2 separate regions of the Rattus norvegicus genome follow, and region 1 is linked to region 2. A link is a contact called in public Hi-C data. All regions are on one chromosome and are shown on one strand. Each heading gives the region's core, a stretch centred on a gene start, on an enhancer-like site or on the middle of the called end of the contact. The rest is flanking DNA. Distances are from core to core; before and after follow the strand shown.

Region 1 (4,216 bases), core at 484-2,983, 340 kb before region 2:
GACAGTATAATTTTGTGAAAGAAATTCAACATCAAGAATAAGAAGCACACATCTTCTATGGTCATGCCTATGAAAGCTCCAATGTATGCTGTCTACCACAGGCATACTTACAAGGAGACTGAGGCAGGGTTTACAATCATTGACAAAGAGCTGGATCCCTCTTCTGCGGCAAGTTTGAAGGGTAATTGTGCCAGGTGCTTAACACCTTTATTCTAGAGCTTACCTCCCTGCTCCTCACTACTTATGGCTGCCCTATGCATTGTAGAGCCACCAGATATAGGGACTGAGCAAGACTGCTCTACATGGTCACCACTGTATATCCTAGAACCTCTGGGTAAAATTATGGTCTACTGTATGGAAAAATGCATAAATGCAACTTTTGAAGTATCAGCAAAGCAAGTATATCTTGCAATCTGATGTGGAAAACCATGGCAGGTTTGAAGGGTTGGTACCTGCTCAGGCTTTAAGTCAAATGCCTGCTCTAGATTTTACTTATGCTCCTCCTGGGCAGGAATTCTCTCATTTCCCCCTCACCTGCATAAGCCTTATAGCTGATGATGTACCTTAGCCACCACCTTTTTTAACTCATGGATACATAAAACTGTGTGTGTGTGTGTGTGTGTGTGTGTGTGTGTTATACATAATACATAATATATGTGTATGTGTACATTTCAATATATACACATTACATGCATATATAATATGTAACAGTAGAAGGGAAGGAAAGGAGTGACAGGACAGATTGGAATGGATAGAAAGAAGATGGTAAAAGACAGGAATATAGTCAGAATTTTATGAAGCAGCATTATGTACAATGAATATGCATCAGTAAGAACATTTTAAGAACACGTAATTAGATAAAATAGTGTGTACTTGTTCCCTATACACCTAGTATACTTTCCTGCTACTGGTTTTGTGCTTTTCCACTCGATTCCCTAATTAAATCGGAGAGTTGTTTTATGCTGCCCCACCTTTGCATCTAGCACAGGTCCTTGTCACGAACAGAGTCTTCCTAAATTACTTTCGTTTTGCCTTTCTGTATTGGACTATTCATGGAGGGCTCTCATGTCATTTGAGTGATCAGAGATGGCTCCATAGAAAAAGAGAGATATAAACCAGGATGCTTTAGTGGAAGTAAATGGGCTTTTTGCTTGCTTTGCTACTCTCTTTGTTAAACTTTCCCTTCCTTCCTTCCTTCCTTCCTTCCTTCCTTCCTTCCTTCCTTCCTTCCTTCCTTCCTTCCTTCCTTCCTTCCTTTCTCCCTCCCTCCCTTCCTTCCTTCCTTGCTTCCCTCCTTTCTCTTTCCCTTTCTTTCTTCTACCTTTCTGGCTTTATCGTCTTGTGCTGAAGAAGGTTTTATTTTTCCTTAAACAAGAAGGTATTCCCAAATAAACTACCACACTGCAATGCCCTATACTGTACTGTGTACCTGTTTCTTCTGGGTACAACACTGTACTTTATGCCCATTATTTCCTGGGTGTCCTCCCTGTTAATTCTATTTCTTTGTATTCTACTATCTGGCCACAGGAGGGAGCATTTGCCCAGGAAAAACATGTATGCCAAGTGCTTCGAAGGCTGACTTGTGGGGATTTTTTGTTTTCTTTTTCTTTTTCTTTCAAACATCCATCTGGAATGACAGCCTAAAGTCAAGTGTTGCAATGACCACTGTTCTGCAAACAGCCTCCACCATCTGAATTTGCAGCCTCCCATTTCCAGGGGTTCAGTTTCACTTGGCGAGCAAATTCTTCTGTAAACACAAAGACCTGGGAATGTCCATGACCTATCACACAAACTTACTCCAGACCCAGACAAAAAGGGTCAAGGAAGTTCAGCAGAGTTATTCCCTAAATTCCCACTTCTGAAGCAAGCTCCCCAGGGACCAGACAGGGATGGCATGCTATTGTGTCTAGGATCCTCTTACAGTGTAGGAACCTTTGATTGTTTTTTCTTTTGTAAAATTACAGTGTTATGTTTTAAATGTCATTACCAAAACATACTCTGTTTCCCTAGAGGAACTTTCAAAGGAAAGAATTAGGGATGAGTTCTTAAAACATAGTTACCTCCCAAGCAGCACAAGAATAGAAAGCAGCCGTAATTGACTTGTCTTACAAATGTTGGCTTCAGACACTTTAGTCCCATCAGCCCAACATTCCCAACTATCAATGGCACTGTAACAAAATATCCTGGCTTCTCAGTGTGCCCCTGCTCTCAGTCATACAAACACTGCTATGAGGAAGTATGCTGGGAGCTTCCATTTCACTTTCAGTTCAAATAGAAGGAAACTAATGATCCACCAGTGTCAACCTCCTCTGCACTTTTCTCTCTACTCTATTTGAAGGCGATGTAATTGTTTCCATAGCAGTTAGTCTAACGTGGTCCCATTCCTCTCAACGTCATTAGGGATATCTAATTCAGGGGGGTAGGGAACTTAGCCATTCGAAACTGTCATTTTCTTACACGTAAGATGAGGGGATAAAATCCACTTACTTTGCTGTGATGAGAATTAAATAAGCTACTAATCAAATAATAACTACTGAGTGGTTAGGACACAGTAAGGATGCAGTAAGTCACACTTTTGTTAGTATGACTTTTAGTTGGTTAGTGTAGAATGGTGCAACGCTGAAGGGCATTGTGGGAGCTCGTCACATTAAAGGGCAGGAGTATAGAAGAGAAAGATGATTTCTTCTGACACCTGTGTCTTCAGGATCCCTGCCCACTGATGGTTTGATTCTCAATTAACCACGAGAAATGTCTTAGCTGCCTCATAACTACAGAAACAAACAAACAAACGACAACAAACACAAAATAAAACAAAAACAAAGAAACCTCAGCAGTTTATTCTGCTCTTGAGCAGAGACTGAAGATGTAGCCCCCTGGCAGAGGGCATGTGTGACATGTACAAGGCCCTTGATTACATCTCAATCACCTCTCAAAATAACAATGGACAAAACTGAAGTTCTCCTTTGCAGACTTGGGTTACAGGTGATGGAAGCAGATCAAACAAAAGCCAAGACAACCTGGGCAAAAAGCCAAGAGCTGGGTACTACTGCTTCAAAACCAGTGTAGCGTCTTTAAAATGCCTGGAGTCATAAAGGGAGACTCTGGAAAGGAAAAAACTTCTCTAAGGTGTGTCTGACTCAGGGAGATCTGACTTAAGGAAATATGTACTTTAGACCTAGAAAAGACCTTAATAACTATTCATTTATTTTCTTATTTGTTCTTGTTTTAGGGGAAATTTCTTGAACACCTACAATGTGGTAGATGTGTCAGTGTATAACTTAGGTGATTTGCCTGTTGGGAAGACTTGTAAGCACAGAGCCAAAACCTGGGTCAGACCACCCGCCTCTCAACTCGCTGCCTTGTCTGGCCTCGGTGGGAGAGGATGTGCCTAACCCTGCACTTGAGGTACCCGGTGGGTTGGTACCCACAGAGTGCCTCCCTTCTCAGAGGTGATGAAGAGGGGTGGGAGGGAGTTGTTATGTGAGGGGGGCCTTGGAGAAGAGGGGCCTGGTAGTGGGATGTAAAATTATTAATTAATTAATTAATGGAAAAAGTTGCAACACTTCCATTCAAGCCTACATATTGTGTACGTGTACACACAGACACACACACAGACACACAGACACATACACAGACACACACACACAGACACACATACACACACACAGACACACACACTGAAATGTTCTCTCTCTCAATATATATATATATATATATATATATATATATATATATATATATATATATATATATCTCCAAAAAGTCCCTGGGGTAAATGGAAATGAATTACTTCTAGGAAGGTCATTTAAGAAGATATTAACATCCATTAACAGAAAGCCTTGTCTTTTCAAAATTAGATTATTTAGCTGTCCTGTTTCCCAAACACAGAGGAAATGAAGTATGATACTGGTAAAATGAATGTTCCAGTAGAGAATGAGGGTTTACTGACAGACCCAGAGGAAAAGCAGTGTATGGGAGCCAGCGTTAATCAAGATAAACTGCAAATGCTCTTCCGTCTGCAGTGGGCAGCTGAGCAGGCTCTAGGAAGGAAGGCAAACATGGATTTATGGTTTTTGCAGACCACTTCACCCTGGCTGATTCAAACTACCAATAGTGGGGTCTGTGAATACTCACAACTGGTAGGCAGAGCCAGTACAAACCAGCTCCAGCGCATCTCACAGTGATGGCGTGGGGGCTGGGCGGGGAAGGATGCACT
Region 2 (4,220 bases), core at 759-3,258:
ACAATGAAGACATAACAGGAGATAGCTCAATGCAGATGCATCATGTAATTCCAATTTAGACTTATTTGTTGATGTAACCATGAAAGATAGAAGGAAATCTCATTTTTCAATGTAATGATCAACTAGAATTGATACCATTTTGCATGTGTCAGCAAAATATGCTGGATTATAATATTACAAACATTTAATGCCTTTTCTCTGTGAACTTAAATTTTATAGAAATATAGGACACATGGGACAGGGAAGCAGAAAAGGGACTACTATGGATGGAAGGAGAGAAGAGGAAAAAGACAGAAGACGATAAGGGCAGGGTCAAAAAAAGAAAACCTGGATGAAGACATCATGTGAAACCTATTGCTTTATATATGAATTAAAATAAGTAAAATAAAAGATGTTAACTTCTACTGTACTAGACCACAAAGACCAAGAGAGTTGATTATATCAAATGTTTTAGGAAAGATGCTGAACTGTCACTGGAAGAAACAGACTCTATCCATTCTAATTCTTTGAATACCCAGAGTGGCATGGTAAAACAGGGTCTTCCCATTTTCAAAAATTTCTTCTATTACTTTGATATCTACAGAAACAGTCTAAAGATTTTATTAAGAGTACTTTAGCTTCCTGACAGTTTCATTGGGTTATTAACTCAATATGTACCTGTTGACATTCAACTCTTTGTACTGAGTGTAACCTACTCCCTGTACCCTCCAGTAATTCAACAAATGACTCTCAACATCAAGAACATAAGCCTAGGGCCATGGGCAAATGTCAACATCAGACCATGTCTACCCACAACAGTGCTGATCATAGTTTAAGGATTCCTAAATTATATCAGCAGTGGTGGTTGATATTTCCTACTTACAAGATCCAGGATCACATAAGAGATAAACCTCTGGAAATATTTTTAGGGAGTCTCCAGATTGGATGAAATAAGATGGGAAGAGCTATCCTACAAATGGCTATTCTATGGGCTGAGGGCTGAGCTGGGGATGGGAGGGATATCATCAGCCATTCCTTTCTGTTTCGTGGCTGTGGATGCAGTGTGCACAGTTCCCCTTATTTCTGTCACTATGCCTCCTCTACTACAATAGACTTGTTTTAGTTAGGGTTTTATTGCTGTGAACAGACACCATGACCAAGGCAACTCTTATAAGGACATTTAATTGGGGCTGTCTTACAGGTTCAGAGGTTCAGTCCAATATCATCAAAAGGGAGCAAGGCAGTATCCAGACATCAGCAAGAGGAGCTGAGAGTTCTACATCCTCATCTGAAGGCAGCTAGGAAAAGACTCCTTTCTAGGCAGCTAGGATAAAGGTTTGAAGTCATCCCTCTCTCTGTCCCTCCCTCCCTTCCATTTCTCTTGTCAGATATGTTATCATAGCAACAAGTAACCAAGGCACTGGCCATTTCCCCATATTTAGAATTGCTCAGTCTTAGGTGATGCAACTCCCACCGTTGGAATACACAAGGCGGATAAGAATCGCAAGCACCATTCTGTCCTCATTTCCCTAAAACCTTTACGACTATGGAGGTAGTATCTTTCAAGCAAAAATCAAAGTACTGTCAAAGATTAAAGATACCTGGTTTCTGTTTCAGCCTGGCTTGTGTGCTTGTCACATTCAACACCTCCTTTATCTGTGGCATAAAGAGAGCCTTGTAACTGTTTTGCCAGAGGAGATCTGAGGGTAAATGGTGCACTGTGTCCCGGTGAAATTCCTTAGTTAATTGCAATACTTATGTAAACATGATAATAAGAGGTACTATTAGTGGTTTATGACAGAGACCCTCATTTGCCCCAATTAGTTTCAATTTAGCCACAGACACCCTTTCCTTCTTAAAGCCTGTAACTATCTACTAAGTATACCCTTCCAAATTATTGGTGGTATCCAAACAAAACGCCATTGCCAGTACGTATATTAACTTAATAATACGGCACAAAAAAATCTTTGTGTTATAAATAGCTCCCTTTCATTCCAAAGGAATGGAGATCACGGCCACTGTGTTTTCTGGAGTGAACACTGGGCTGCCAATGTTCGCATTTCCTTTGCCTTTTCCCGGCTTCCCCTCACACCACCCATTGTGTACCCCAGACTTCTCTGTAAAAGACTTGCCAAGAACTGAAGGATGATATTTTCCTGTGGTTATGGGAAATAACCCTTTTGCAATCTTAGAATTTAATAATTACTAGTCAAAGGTTTTTTTTTAAAGTACTGCTATATTCCAAGGCAGAAGTCTTTCTCAAATCTTAGTTTAAAACTTACTACAATAGTATGTTACTATTAGAGATTTTTTTAGTAAATGTGTCACTGAAATATAATATACATGTAAAAACCTGAAACTGTAAATACAAACACTTATATTCTGTGATTTGATTGTGGCTTTAAAACTCTTTCCTCAAATAATACATGATATAATAGATGTTATATTTTTTAAATTTTTGCTATGAAGTTTCAATAAACTTTTTGACACTTTTAAAATTATTAAAATTAAAGAATAAATATTTACTTCATTTAAATACATGTACATAATTTACAAGGACTATTTTAGCAATATATGTAATAATCATTACTGTTTGTGAGATTGCTATAATTTTCTTTTTTAAAAAACTTAGCACTTTCGAAGTATAATCATTATAAAATTTTGTTAAAATTGTAGTAAACCCCATTCTCTCCCCATTGTAATGTCTATCCCATTCTTCAGGTGCAACTTTTTATGAACCACACTCATTTCTCTTGACATGGTGAACTTCCCTTTTCATGGTCAAATGATGATTACTGAGTCTAGCCTGCTTCCTATTAGAGCCATCTAGATCTGACCACACAGCAACAGCTATTCATTTGATTGACTTTGTGGAATAATTATTTCTCCATAGAGACAGACTAGGGCAGCATATTTATATTCTAAAAGTTGTAATTATATCTCCTATCATGAAGCTTGACTTCCTTCTGAAAATGTCATGTGTCTTATTAGAATGAATCGAATTCACTTGTTTCTTGACTGTAAACCTTTACTGTGGAAATATAAGATTACTTTATGTTCATATATTTTATATTAATAGAATATACTATGTATGCATATGTAATATATTATATAAATATATTAAAGTTTAACAAATAAAATTAATATACAATATAATAAAACATATATTCAGTTTTATTAAAGAATTCTGGGGCAGAATAATTGAAGGGTATGTCTAGTCTTACAGTGATTAATTTTTATGCGGTTTTATTTCATATAATTTTAACTTTGCTTGAGAGTTTGAACCCACTCAACAGTTTCATTCCAGTCTGTATATAAGTGAGAGGGTCATTCTGGCTTGGGGAGTTGTAAGGGCTTCCTGTCCCCATTAGTCAAGGAAACTCTTGCCTTTGCTTAGGCTTCTACAGAACAGCTCCTGAGGTCGAATCGTTGATCTACTCTTTCTAATTCTAGAGAAGTGTTTCTCAACTTTTTAATGCTGCAACCCTTTAATATAGTTCTTCATGTTGGGATGACTCTCAACCATAAAATTATTTTCGTTGCTACTTCATAACGATAATTTTGATACTGCTATGAATCTTAATGAAAATATCTGGTATGGTATATGATCTTAGGGAACCCCTAAGGTCATTCATTGCCAAAGGGGTCACAACCCACAGGTTGAGAACCACTGTTCTAGAGGCTGGGAATTCAAAAGCCTAGGGTCTAGTCTCTCTGCTTTCATGATGCCTATGAACTGCTATGTTCTGTCATGACAGAACAGTAGACAAATCAAACAATCCTTCCACCTGACATACAAGTGCATGAATCCATCCATATGGGCTTTTAGCCACCTGACCTAAACACCTGCCTTGGTTCCAGTCTCTGAACACAGTTGCACTGGGGATTAAATTTCCAATATGGGTACTTTGGCGGAGATAGCACTCCTGAAACACATGAGTTGGGAGTCTTGGATGACTCAGCATTCTGGAACAGCCAGGAACACAGAGTCATGGTTTTAACAGTTGGAGTCCTTTATTGGGCCATTTCCAGAAGTTCAATCTAGTCCTGGGATCATTTCTAGGTTATGTCCTGACTTCTTCACATGTATGTAAGTGACAGCACACAGAAAGTGCTTAGTAAATATCTGGTGATTAAAAGAATACAAGTTTCCAGTACTCAAGCCCAAACTTTATTGTCACTGTGGTCTTTGACCTTCCCTTTACTTCTTTGTTATATGGCTCGTTGTCTTGCTTTGTTAC

What was found. A called contact is a pair of places that touch in the nucleus more often than the background predicts.
Region 1: a contact with region 2 is called in a Hi-C map of the A7r5 cell line, with 4 times the contacts expected there. The contact joins two enhancer-like sites. A contact is called at or near these places in 5 of 12 Hi-C or Micro-C datasets (the A7r5 cell line, Schwann cells, frontal cortex and 2 more) and 1 of 1 datasets of contacts at active chromatin or transcription factors (oligodendrocytes).

The regions. Positions count from the first base shown.
Region 1 is chr18:35,829,303-35,833,518 of GRCr8, reverse strand. All of the region lies in intron 20 of Jakmip2 (janus kinase and microtubule interacting protein 2), which reads left to right. The region is part of intron 1 of LOC120098288 (a long non-coding RNA gene); the gene reads right to left. Among named protein-coding and RNA genes, the nearest start is that of Dpysl3, 100 kb to the right of the region's middle. Within about 2 kb of position 1,733, at least 8 of the 93 cell types and tissues checked have an H3K27ac peak or open chromatin away from gene starts, as enhancers often do. A contact at or near this core is called in the A7r5 cell line, where this site is marked.
Region 2 is chr18:35,493,464-35,497,683 of GRCr8, reverse strand. No RefSeq gene overlaps it. Among named protein-coding and RNA genes, the nearest start is that of Stk32a, 14 kb to the left of the region's middle. Within about 2 kb of position 2,008, at least 6 of the 93 cell types and tissues checked have an H3K27ac peak or open chromatin away from gene starts, as enhancers often do. A contact at or near this core is called in the A7r5 cell line, where this site is marked.